Linked DNA regions of Rattus norvegicus: region 2 is linked to region 1. Evidence: chromatin contacts called from public Hi-C data. All regions are on one chromosome and are shown on one strand. The core of a region is the stretch at or near the end of the contact, and the rest is flanking DNA. Distances in the headings are between cores, read along the strand shown.

Evidence for each region. Hi-C and Micro-C count contacts between places; a contact is called where the count stands out from the background.
Region 2: a Hi-C map of psoas muscle shows a contact between it and region 1, with 2.3 times the contacts expected there. The contact joins two enhancer-like sites. A contact is called at or near these places in 3 of 12 Hi-C or Micro-C datasets (kidney, liver and psoas muscle).

The regions. Positions count from the first base shown.
Region 1 is chr15:85,034,496-85,041,462 of GRCr8, reverse strand. The region is part of intron 1 of Lmo7 (LIM domain 7); the gene reads right to left. Among named protein-coding and RNA genes, the nearest start is that of Lmo7, 56 kb to the right of the region's middle. Within about 2 kb of position 4,307, at least 15 of the 93 cell types and tissues checked have an H3K27ac peak or open chromatin away from gene starts, as enhancers often do.
Region 2 is chr15:85,148,887-85,155,853 of GRCr8, reverse strand. It overlaps Lmo7 (LIM domain 7), which reads right to left. Exons shown (of 31, transcript NM_001001515.2): 15 at 5,774-6,082. Among named protein-coding and RNA genes, the nearest start is that of Lmo7, 170 kb to the right of the region's middle. Within about 2 kb of position 3,658, at least 11 of the 93 cell types and tissues checked have an H3K27ac peak or open chromatin away from gene starts, as enhancers often do.

The sequences.
Region 1 (6,967 bases), core at 3,058-5,557:
TTGGGGCCCCCATCACCCTTCCTGACTTGATGCCTTCCTTGTGAAATGTCTCCCATAGGCTGGTGTGTTTGAACACATGGTCCTCAGATGATGATGCTGTTTGTGGAAGCTGCAGACCCTTCCAGAAGTATAGCCTCACCAGGAAAAGTGGACCTACTGTGTAACACCTTTGTGTTTGTAGCTCTGCCTGCCTCCTATCAGGATTCTGCTTCCGGGTTGACAAAGGTACAAATCGGCAGCCCCAAGCTCCTGCACTGACAGCGAGAATCCCCTCAGACCATGAGGCGGAATAAACCCCTGCTCCTTTAAGCCGTTCTTTCTTGTCGGACATTTGGCAATAACAACCAGAAAAGTAATCAATATATCTGTTTATATATAAAGAAAAGTGAGTTATAGATTCAAGTTGAGACTTGGGTCAGTAAGCTTTGAACATCAAATCTGATGACCTCCAAGTGCACAGAGGAGCCTACCTCCTATGCCTCACGCACCCCAGTCCCTACCACACGCTTTATATCAGTCAGCTTCTGACTGGCTAAGTAAGATACAGCTGACCTGTGCATGCTCAGTGCACATAGGAAACCCAATTGCTCATCCTAGGACCACATACAGGCAAGAAGATAAACGGTTACATGAAGAGGATCTCCAGGGGAAGAGGTGACTAGGGTTTTGGAGAAAGACACAGCTTTGATTCCTATGCTCGGGTTACTCACAACACCAACTTAGACAGGGGAGAAACAAATCTTGCCAGCTGCTCAGGAATAAAAACCAAGGTCTGTGAAAACATTTCACTCTAGTGTCCCGGCTTGTGTTAGGTCAACTTGACATCTGAGAGAAGCCATCTGAGAGAAGGAGACCTTAACTGAAAAAAATGCCTCTGGAAGATCAGGCTACAGGGAGTCAAGCCTAGGAAGCATTTCATTTAATTAGTGATCACTGGGAGAATCCATCCCACTGTGGGTGGGGACACCCCTGGGATGGTGGTCTTGGGGGTTCTTTAAGAAAGCAGTCTGAGCAAGCCATGGGAGTAAGCCCATAAGCAGCACTCCTTCATGGCCTCTGCATCAGCTCCTGCTTCCAGGTCCTCTCCCCATTCAGTAACTGTTCTCACTTCCCTCAGTGGCAGACTTGCCTTGAGGTATAAGCAGAATAAACCCATTCCTTCATAACTTAGTTTTGGCATGGTGTCTCACCACAGCAAGGCACTCTAGTGATACACCCCTATAGGTGGGAATAACCCTTTAAACAAGAGCTCATACACGATAGACCTGTTATTGGAAAATTCCCCTGAACTCAGACTAGACTTTAGCTTCCCAGTTAAACTGTCTAAATAAATTATTTTGTCCATTTGCTGAAAAGTTAATTAAAAAAAAAATAAGCTGTCTTCATTTCCCCTTTAAGAGTCTAACCCTGTTTTGAAGTGTGTGGGCAAAAAACGGTATTTTAAGGCGAGGCCATCTCTGCAATCTGTGGTTAAACCTCTGAATTGCAGCATGTGAACTGGTGAACTGAGAGTGTATATTCAGCAAATAACAAGGCTCTGAGGGCCACGGCTCCCCAATCGCTAGCCTCTATGAAGCTCTGGCATCGTGCTACATAATATTCTGGAATACACCAGAACTATTTTTTGCCAACACTAATATCATCTGATAGCAAAACCAAAGCCAACTCCCAAGTCTTCCAAGTCTGTGGTCATCGGAACGGCACAGATCACCAATTCTAAACAGATTCCAGAGTTTCATGGTGGTCACAAGTCTAGAAATGTTTCCAAGGCCACTTGCCCTCTTCGAGACCTTCCTCTAAGACTGGGTGTGGTAATCGCACCTCCCGGTGTAAGCTCCCCAGACCCAGGGGCCCACACAGGGAAAGAGATAGCAAAATCTGAAATAAAGAGTCTAAACCCTCGAGGTTCTCATTCAGCCATTATGAAGCTGAATGCCAGCTGGGCTAAACGCCTTGCGCAAAGAAGCAAAGTAATTTCTGACGGAGGACAAGTTACACCCCAAGTGCCATAACCCACTTTAATCTTATAGTCTAAGCTAATCTCTCTAAGTGACTGTAGCAATGGAGCCCAGAGGTAAACACAAGTGGGAAGAACTAAGTAAAACTATGAGAAGAAAGGAAGATTCCCTTCAGTGCTGACAGTAGGCACAAAAGCCAAGACTACATGAGCCCTGTTTAGACGCAAGTTAAGGTCTCTGAAAACATCCAACTCCCCAAAGGTGCTCTTTTCACACATTCTAGTTCTACGTTACTACGTCTAAAGAATAAATTGTCTCCAAACGTAGGTCCATACTCGAATTTAACCTGTAGCAAGTGGTACAGAAAGTATTCAAAAAGTCGAGAAAAGGGGCTGGGGATTTAGCTCAGTGGTAGAGCACTTACCTGGGAAGCGCAAGGCCCTGGGTTCGGTCCCCAGCTCCGGAAAAAAAGAACCAAAAAAAAAAGTCGAGAAAAAGTCTCCCCAAAGCCCTGACTAGTGCAGGAGTTATTTTTCCCAGATCAACGAGTTTTTAAGTAGCAGGTCTACACGTCGTAAGTGGATGTGAAGATCCATTATCAGAATATTTTAAGTATAGTTATAATGCTTAATATAATCACGGGCTTTTGGGAGTCAAAAGATGCTGCTGTTTTGTGCAGAAATGTCTCACACACAAGGACAAGTCTCAACAAGGACGTGCCTCACCTCCCCGTGAATTCCCGTGAGAGTCATCACTGTGGGAAACATTCCTTTTCAGAAATGGTGTGTCTACATCACAGTTACAGGTTGAAGAGTCCTACATGGACTTCGAATTGAGGTTCTACCCTTCGGTGACTTCGGTGTAAGCTTGGCATTGAGAGACAGAGTTCGTATGTCTGTGACATAAGCATGTCTGCTCACGATTCTCCTCGGAGGTCTACTCCTAAGTCTGTCTGTGGTGCTAATCGACAGCGATGCAGTTCCTCAGAAATCTGCTTGTCAAGCTTCCAACAACCAACTCAGCAATGAATGAATTCCCAGGAGGCAAAGACAAGGTTACAATTCTGTGCCCACTTTGAACTCAGAGAAAATGAAAACCTTTTCTCTGCATGAACTCTCTGGCACAAACATTTATATTTACGGAGCATCGCTCATGGCAAGCATAAGAAGTGGGTGTAACCCAAAAGTTTATCAACCAGTGAATGAATAAACTGACTACAATGAAAACCATATAGCGAAACATCACTCAGATGACTCTTGGAAACAGGTAGAAGGAAAGACGCCAGACAAAAAAGGTCACTGTGTGTCCTTGGCATTGTGAGTGACAATTCCACAGAATTAAGATCTCCTCGGCCCATTTATTATCTTTTTTCCTTACTTACTTCATGTGTTTTCAACACATGAAACCTAAAACACACCTAAGAGCATTAACAAATAGGGCCCCAGCACTTGGGTGTACAGACGCCCATTAGCTGTCTTCTGCAGTGAGCCACGCTTCCAACAACAGAACTGTTAAGAAATCCCTTCCTCAGGCAACTTACATGGTGAGTTCTTCTCCTTAGACTCTTTCCGAGCCTTCGGAGGTCTCAATCACATTTGCGGTTTACCTCAAAAGTTTAACTTACTCATCTAAAATATGCTCGACCAAGAACTAGTTTCATTTGTACTTACTGGAGTGATTTGTTTAAAACTTAGAGAATAATTCTTAAATACCATTTTGGAGCTTAAGACATATAACATACCACATACATTATAGACCCATAGAAATTAACTAATTGGGTTTCCTCCCCCAAATACTGATGACCTTAGGAATCCTTCTTGGGGCAACCCAAGGACCTCCCTTAGCAATGTTGGTGCAGTAATGGCTTCCCTTTGAAAACAGAGAACAGTATCTGGACAGCATTACCTCACAACCAAGAGTGACTGACCCTGAGCCATGGGGGGGTGGGGGGGGAATGTTCTCGCTGCCCTTTTGCCTCCTTGCCTGGTTTGTGAACACCACCTCATAGACACGATATTCATTCCATAGAATAACTCTAACTGAGTCTAAGATTAGCTGCCTATGGAGCTAGTGAAACATAACCTAATCCCTAGGCCTTTCTCTGGAAAATTCTGATTCAAACAACTTGGGCTGGCCCAGAAATTCTCTGACTCAGGGTGTCACTGAGACCTGACTCTGAGAAGAACTGTTTGGATGAGAAGGACTTAGGACCTGCCATGAAGGCCGGATCCCGCCGGTATGTGTTTGATTTTGAACAGGTACCTCGGGCTTCCTTATGAGAGAACAAATTTGCACCAACCGTCACCTCTATGGAGGCAAACGAAACTAAGCCTGAAATCCGTCTCTGCTCTCTGCTGCCACTGTCTGGCACATTCTCAGTACTGCAGGAGTCTAAAATGTTAATGACCAGATCCAGGCACATTATTAAAAAGTATTTCAACAAAACAGCTCATGTTGAGGTTTAAAACGCAATCTAAGGTGGTATTGGGTGAAAGTGGGAAATATTTTTATAATGCCACAAAAGTGTAGCCTTCATTGTGTTCCCACAGAACCATTGTTGGACCACTCGGATAGATTTTTGACGCTTTGTATGTAAACGTTTGTATATTATAGAATCAGTTTACCTGTAGATTCGGGATCCTCCGTGGAACAACTTAGTATAGTTGAAGTAATATTAAGAGTAACTGGACACGTAGTTCAGTGCTACAACACTGTCCTAGCATAGTTGAAAGCCTGGCTTCCATCCTCAATACTAGAAATGTATATGCATTTTTACAGAAAGAAATCCTGACATAAAAAGTGTTCAGATGTCAAACTCGTACTCATTCTTAAGACTTCTGAGAATCTCCTCAGTCCTCTTAACGATTTCCCTCCCCCAGCTTGTGAGCTGGGGCTCAGGAGCATGGCTAACACAGAGATCTGCTTCCCTGGCCCAGGGTTACCACGTGGCAGGCAGTATAGGTCCTTGCATGACTAAGTATCCAAACTGAGCAGAGCCTGTGGCAGGATTGGACTGTTTAGGAAGCGGGAGCGCATGGGTTAATCGTGAAGGCTCCAAAGGAAGATTTGCTTCACCTGGGCTGTGAACCACTTCCTTGCTTCAAACTCTGGGGCTCGCCCGCCTTACAAATGTTTTCTCACGGTGGCAAACTGCAAGCAGCAAATTGTTTTAGACATGTAGCTCTGGCCGGTCCTTGGAGGCCATCCTGCCTCAACTTTACTCTCCCAGAGGAGTACGTCATCTAGAAGAATCTTGCCCCACTCCTCACCTCCAATACAACTGGGGGAACAGCCCTCTGAGAGCCAAGCACACCTCACTTTCTGTGGAAATCCTGGGATTTACGTTTTCTGCACTGCCCAAACTCAAATCTCAGAGTCTTTGTCCTTCCTCATCGCTCCAGATCCACATACCCCAACCACACAGGTTCTAGTCGGCTTCCAGCACAGATATGAATCCAGTCTCCTCTGACGGATGGATGGATGGCTCACCCTTCATTTCTGACTCTTGGATACATTTCAAAATCGACTTTGCACTCCTTAAAAATAGCCATCTTGCTTTGGCTTTCCGAAAGTCACATCAACCAATACACTCAGGCTCCTCACCTCTCAGCCCCCATATATGAAAAACTCGATTCCACCCAAACCTAGTTCTTTCTTTCCCTCCTCCGTTTCCAAAATTTAAATGGCATCTCTCCAAGGCCTCCCCAAACACTGCGATCCTTTCCTCCCAACATCTATGGGACACCAAGTTACTAAACCACCCGCTGGGTAATTATAATACCATTTAGCTTTAATTCACCGTTTCTTAAGACCATTCTTTTCTATCCCAGACCAAAAGGTTACTGAAGTCGGGAATGTCGCCCAAAGATGTCTGGTGATCTTCCTGCACCCAACAGGACGCACAACGAGTAGTTATGATTCATTTTTAAATCTTAAGTTCTGAAGATTTAAATTTGGCACAGGCAAAACCATTTAAGAAAAGAGAGACAAAGACAGAGAGAGACGGAGACAGGGGAAAAAAAAAAATCCGGCCATGGTCTGAGAGGGAGCAAAGGCAATGTTCACTAAGGTTTCCCTCCCTCTCAGGAAACAGCGATAATTCTCCTACACGGGAACCGAGAACAGAGAAAAGGACTTAAAAGCTGGAGAGGCGGGAGGGCAGCGAAGACAGGAGGGTTGTAGGAGCACCATGAAATAATCATCACCCAGCCCCAAGAGGAGCAGATGGCAGCCACAGACAATGGAGCCCCGTGCAGGTGATATGAAAGTTTGATGAATTTCCTAATAGCTTCATGATGAAAGCCTAGAGTCCAGAGATAGCCTAAAAATAGCACAAACGTCAGGGCTACACAAAGCCTAAGAGTGTCCTTCTTTATTTACTCGCCTGTACAATACAGCGAGTCTGAAAAGCTGTTGAGTCAAAACCTGTAAGAGGTGAAAATCATGATAGTTTATATAATGAATGTGAATATTACGCTGTTGGACCCTAAGGTAATGCTGTGGGGTCCTGTATTAGTTCCAATACAAAAAAAAAAAAAAAAAAAAAAAAGAAAGAAAGAAAAAAAGAAAGAAAAAGAAAAAAAAGAAAAAAGATAATTAGTTAAGCACCCACCTGACTCCATCATTATAACCACACTCACTAAATGATCCTGACTGCCCAGCGTCACGACGAGAAGAATTAAGGAAAGCCGCCATAACAAACAACCCACTGGCGATCCTCAAAATGGGCAGATGGAGTTCTACAAGAACATACACAGGGTCCTGTGGACTCTAACTTTTATAAGCCAAATGAGATGCTGCTCGGTGTTTCATCACTATGGTGAAATACTAGAGATGAATTTACGTAACATAAGGAAAGGCTCACTTGGATTTTCATTTTTAGATGGTCTAGCCCTAATTGTTTGCTGTGTGGTAAGGCAGCAATGGGAGCGGCCTACACTGTGGTCAGATTACTCCCCTCACAGTCATGAAGCAAAGGACGTAAAGGAAGGAGTCAGAGTCCCAAAATG
Region 2 (6,967 bases), core at 2,409-4,908, 120 kb before region 1:
AGGCCCTACCAATGCTTCCTAAGTTGGGGAGCACTCTTCTGAGTCGCCCTGTCCCACTCCTCCTGGCCCCCCACCCACAGTCTGTCTACTCACAGCTTAGTCTTAATCAGTGTGTCCTTCCCCTTCTATCTCATTGAGGAGTCAATCGGTCATCAACCAGTCACAATCTTTCTGACCATAAGCCTTTCTAAGTAACTTGCGCTCACCAACACGTCTTAAACCACTAGGTCCAAAGGCTTCACAATTGAAACATCTTCCTCCAAGACATGTTCTACCTCCTAAGGATTTTCACATGTTACATGTGTCACTACCCAACCACGGTGAGAGTTAGAAATGCCTCTCTCTGCTTCTTTCCCTTCTGCCCCTGAATTTACTCCTTCTGCTGTCTTGCTCGTGCTTTCAATAATGTGCTCTCAAGTTTATGGGCTATGACCACAAATGAACCCATCTTCTTCACCCTTTCTGTACATCCCCATCAGAGTTCAGAGGCATATTTCCCTCTCTCTCTTCTTACCACCTCCTGTTTTTCTCTTGTATCTCCATCCCTCCTTCCCCACAGCTGTCAGAAATCTACTAATAGAACATACTGATTACACCACACCCAAATTTGACATTACCAATAGCTCCCTAGTGCCAGCTTGGTTGAATTCAAATCCTGCATTTCTGAAAAAAGTTCAGTTCAGGTGAGTTTCATACGTATATGTCACCTCTCCAAAGAATTGTTTTAAGAATGATTTCATTGTCAGGCACAAGGGTGATGATTATAACCATAATACCTGGAAGGCTGAGGAATGAGAATTGAGAGATCAAGGCCAGTTTGAGATAACTTTATCACTGTGGGCCAGAAGATACTTCAATCTCTATTGGTTATAAAATGTGAAAAGCATAGCAATGTTAAAAATAATCAGAAGTGGCTGAGATGGTTCAGTGGTAAAGGGTAAAGTTGCACGGTCTGTGATTTTACACTTCTCTTCTGTTACACCACGAGCTGTCACCTGTGCTGCAGCTGCTGTAACCAATGAACACACACACACACATACACATACACACACTCTCTCTATATATATATATATATCCATAATAATAATTATCTTGCTGTTGGTATAGAGGACCCAAGTTCGGTTCCTAGCACCCATGTCTGGTATTCTACAGTCACTTATAAATTAGCTTTGGTGGATCCTACACCATCTTCTGGCCTGTGGCAAGCACACACACACAGAAAGACACAGGCACACTATTAATTTTTTTAAAGAATAAGTCAATGCCAATGTCCTAATTATGTAAGGTAATCCTCAAAATTTGACCATGCCATAGTAGAGAAGAAGAAGAAAGAGGAGAGGAACTGATCAGGATTACTGCTTAACTTATCAGAAAATGGAGTGAGGGCCATTTTTCAGAAGCCTGGGGCATGTCAATAGCTGAACTTTCAAGTTTTTCAAGACAATATCGCCTCCTTTGAGGGTCACTGACATTAATTAAATGAAACATTTAAAAGGTGCCAACAGCCATGGCTGAGGCTCAAGACTTAATTTCATTGTTTCCCTTGGAAACACATTAAACATACTACACATGCCGATTAAGCAGTTTCCAGATGAACTAAAAAAAAAAAAAAAAAACAATCCTATTTAACTCATGCTATCGTAGTTTGAAAGCCAACAAGACACATTCGAGTCCCATGCTAACAGGAGAAACATGGGTTTGCTTCTTGCCTTCACAGTAAACTGGCTCTAGTCAGAGGTGTAAGGAACAAGGCATGGGATTAAAACTAGAATAAGAATCACCCCTGATATTTAAAGGGATTCCTTGTCGGCACTGGGGAATTGAACTTAGAACCTTATCGTGGGGCCAATGCTCTTACCACTGAGCCATAGTCAGTCCATAAACGGAATCAAAATCACATAAAAAGTTTCCTACTTTCAAATGTATTATTATTATTATTATTATTATTATTATTATTATCTAATAAGAATTGTTTTGAAAGGCTGAGGCAGAGATTCTGGGAGGCAGAATTGGGCGGTGTTTGAGCGCAGGAGGCTCTGAAAGGACGGAAAACAGAAACTTATAATAACAAGCTTGTAGGGGAGATCTTGAAAGCCAGCTTTGCAAGGCAAGGCAGTTGAAGAGACAGGAAGTACTGGAAATCAAAATCTTTCTCTTATCTTTGGTCTCCTAGCAACCTAAATTGCCCAGGGAGGAGGGGGAGGAGGGGGTAGGGGTGGGGGTGGGAGATGATGAAATCTCTGAGAGAGAAGGCAGAGGAAGGAAAAGGGGTGGGAAACCTACAGCTCAGTCACGGGGAGGAACAGGAAGTTTCACTGGCCAAGGTGAACACAGTCATGGTCAACTCTTGCCCTGGCATTGTCTTCACCGCTTTATGAGCCAAACTACCCTATCAGCACAGTTCAGAATGGGTTTCCATCCCCTGCCTCATTGGCGCTTTTAAAATGCTTCTATGTAACATCTCAGAACTTGGATTCCAAAAGCACCCGTCAACCCAAGAGTCCCCACACTCAAGAACGGAAAAAGCATTTGAAATCGCCTCCCCGATCAGGATCACACTTTGAGGCTGGCAACCAGGGCCTTGAATGTAGCTCGGACCAGCACTGATGTAGGTCAAGTCAGCATTAACTGACAGCTGCATGTTGACTGAAAAGGCACAAAGACTATCTATGAAGGGGGAAGACGAGGATATTTGCAACAAGGAAGAAATTAGTGAGTTTAACTTTCAAGGGTGGTTGGTTCAATTCCAACAAGGAAGATAAAGTACGGGGATCATGAAAGAGGTGGTTTGGCCTGGGCTTTGAAGAACTTGAATAAGAACAGATAAGCAGAGTAAACACCTTCAAATTGGAGAAGAATAATGACTAACGTATCTGGTGTGCCCAAACAAAACTAGCTTCCTTAGGCACCTCTCTTTCCCTGATGCAGTCAGAGGCAGGCAATTGGGTAAAAAGAAGTGCAGACCGACAGGAGCCGGATATAGATCGCTCCTGAGAGACACAGCCAGAATACAGCAAATACAGAGGCGAATGCCAGCAGCAAACTCTTGAGTTCTGATCCCAACCCCAGCACTTAGTGCGATGGATGGCCTTGAACAGGTGGTGTGACCATCTATGCTTTCAGTTTTCTGTGGGTAAGGATAAAAACGGTGGTGACGACATCCCAGGACTGTGGTAAGTGTTTACTCATATAACGCCCTGTGAAGCCTGACCAGCCCATGTTCATCCTGAGGTATGAAAAAGGGAATCTGAACTCATTCATGAGGAATACCAGTATTCCACAGAGTTCCCTGAACTTCATCCAAAGAACAGAATGCTTCAGGAGATTCTAGAACAGCAAAATTACTGAATCTTTGGTAAAGAGCAACACACCCGAGGCTACTTCCAACCATGTGCATTGACAGGACCTGGATTAGAATAGTGGCAACTGAGATTAAACAGGGTCATCGAATGGGAGATCCTGGAGGCATAAGTATAAGGCCTTTTAGCAGCAAAAACACAGGGGAGTGAAGGGAAAGACTAGAAGAACATGGTTTTCCACAGCTACTAAAGCACCGAGGTGTTTCTTCCCTATGAACATCTAGAGTTACAGAGAGAGCTTGGGCACACATTTGACAGAGTGACGTACCAAGAGCCTGACCATGGTACGAGACAGCTGTTGTGCATGCACAGCCTCTCTAGAGCCAGCCAGCTCCATTAGACGTGCTCCTGGTAGCACAGAAGTGGATAGTCCAAATACAGACAAGCAAGTCACCATTCGAAATACAACACTGCTCAAGAATTCCACTAGCTCCAACAGTTAAATGCAGCCAAATCCTGCACAGCCGGAATACGGCTTCAAACCTAATGACGACAGCATAAATCCACTGTGAGGAAACCTGGAACAAGCCAGGTTCATCCTGGACTTCTTGCAGTTGCCAGAGCAGAGGATGCACCCACGCACACACACCACACATGGCCTCTCTTTCCTAATCCATGGGTACAGTTTGCCAGCTGCCACCTTGAAGGAGGGCCCAGCATCCAACAGGCAGCACATTCAGCAAGCTGCTTTGTTACATTTGATCATTGGAAGTGGGAAGGTAATGCACAAATCCACAGGACAGGAGACACCTCGTCCTGTTTTTATAATCACCTATTGATGCCCTATGGTCCCCAAGTATAATACACAGGTCTTACCCATTGAGAGCTATAATGATGACCAAATTCCTAATTCCTTTAAAATGTATCTGTAATTTATAACTGACAATTCTTACAAGCTGGAAAAAAAACTTTCCTTAGAGATATATGTGTAAATATGTACAGGAAAAGGCAGCTGAACAACAAGAACTAGAAAATATCTATCACCAAATGAAAACAAAACAGAGTTTTGTAAATGCTGACACTGGTTATTTCTGAACACTATATTCATCAAGGATTTTTTCCTTGCATTCCTCTTATTTCTCAGATACTAAGTAAGTGCCATAGCATGAAGGCAGGGAGGAAGGTTGAGATTTTTTTTTTTACTTTAATTTTCTTATACAATTAAAAATCTAATAAACCTAAACATATCTGCTATGTAAAACTATTTTCCCATAAACCTATTTTATTCACATATTCAAGCGACATTTTATCTTTTGCCTTGGAAAACAACTATGTTCCAGTAAGACTATAAGGATTTAGGGACCATGGTAAAGGCTCTATGCCTCAGTGTAGGGGAATGCCAGGGCGGGGAGGCAGGAGGGAGTGAGTGAGGGTGGGGGAACACTCTCATAGAAGGATGGGGTAGGGGGATGGGATAGGGGATTTCCAGAGGGAAAACTGAGAAAGGAGATAACATTTGAAATGTAAATAAAGAAAATAGTCAATAAAAAAAAAAGAAAGAAAGAAAGAAAGAAAAAAGAAAGAAAATTCTACAAAACAAACATAAATGAAAAAAATCCAAAAAAAAAAAACAAAAAGGATTTAGGGATCAAACAAGCCAAAGATTAAAATTGCATCCAGGTAAAAGGGTTTATACAGCTAGCAAGTTGCTTAACATAAGTTTTAGGGGTGTGTGGTGTGTGCGTGTGTGTGGTTTTTGGGGTTTTTTTGTTTTGTTTTGTTTTTGAAGCTTTGTTTGCTTGACAAGGACTTTTAGTGGATTTTATGTGTAGACTGGAAAAAACACATATATCGCCTAATAATTCTGTTGAAAGCCATCCGTTAGGGTTTTAAACAGGAAAAATCACAATCATTCCATTCGTTTGTAATCTGCTGGTATGTTTTATTTGGAGCCCCAATGTTCAGAATCACAGGTGTCAAACTCTAACTAAGCCTCGTTGTTCCCACTGAGGGACCGGAGTAACCACAAATGCAGCCATTCCGAAGTAGAAATTAGTATGAGAAGCCACAAAAAATTTACGAGATAACAAAATGCTGTGTCCCTAAAGACCAGCATCCACTAAATGGGACAATTTCTCTTTGCAGCTGGCTGATTTCCACAGAGAAGGGCTTTGCTTAGTCACCACATTAATGATCTGCAGCAGAAACTAGAGAAACGTCAAATAATAAGAATCTCAGGCAAACCCTCCGAGAGACTACTGGTCTACCAGGTCAGGAAAGTTGTCTGGGATCTACAAACTAAGAGCTGGAACGGACCAACTGCCCCCACGCTCTGTTAAAAATAGACCATACTATATTTTTCTGTAATTATAAATAACAATCTGTACTGTAAAGCTAAAGGCTTAAACAACTGTTTCCAGATTGAAATATTCAAGTATCTGAGTCACCATGGCTAGGAACCCTCCTAAACTTACCGGGGACCTTGAAACTTCCCTCAGTGATGAGCTTCTCCCTTCTCCAGAGTCAGACACTGAATCCAGGCCAGACGTTGATGAGAATGTGGCTTTTGAGGAGGCTGCCTGGTCGTGGGAGAGAGATGAGGAAGAAGGGAGTACGAAAGAGGACAGGCTTGCCACATCTTCTCCTGTGGCTACCTCCTTCTCACTAGATGAGCCCAAAATAAAGTGGCTGGAGTCAGGCTTCATGCCGGCGGCTCTGCCCGAATCATGTTGCTCTCTCTTGACAACTTCAACATCTCCATTGTATTTCCAGCCATCATCCATCTAAATGGGACACATCATTTCAAACTCAGTATTCTGATAGCCTTAGGGGTCAAGTTTTTATAACAGACTTATTAATATTTTAAAGCCACTCAAGTAATGTGCACTTACCACAGCAAGCTAACTATTGTCAAAGGCTTGGAGTGCGTACCTTCACACTACCAAATACGCACCCGCACAGAAACACTCGTTCTAGTAAAAGCATTATTATGTATTGATCTCTCTAAAACTCGATTTCATTTGTTCACATCACTGTGGGTCAAAAGATACAACTCCAAACTAACTCTCCAAATTGTCAGAAATCCCAGAGTGTGGATATCAACCGTTCATCCATTTGATATCTACTTAAATTGTTTCGAGCTATCCATCACTCCCCAAAAGCACTACAACCAACTGGAGCACCTCTTTTTAAGTGGAGCCTTTATTTTGTAGCCCAGATGCTCCAAAAACAAGCCTCACTGGATCAAAGGTTTTACAGATGTAATACCTGTCTGTCATCTTGACTAAGAAAACAGCAGCCCTGCCCCAGCAGGTAGAAAGATGCCGGCATTCCGGCCTCCTCAACACAGAATAGTTTCAACACTTAAAATATTTGTAAGTCCAATGAGTGAAAAGGTTGTTTGCCTTGCCCTAATGCTAAACTCAAGCACGTTTCTTTGTGCGTCATTAAATCCCTTTGCATTGAATTGCACCAGCTTGTTTTTCTACACCCTTTACTAGTGTTTATCGTCATTTCTTATCAAATTATAGAAAGGCCTTGCATCTCGGAGCTCCACCCCTTTATTTGCAATGCATTTTAATAATAACAGTGACGCAAACTGTCCTATGCTAATAGTGCCTGCCACATGAGTTTAAATTTTATGTTATCAAATAGGTCTATATTTTTCT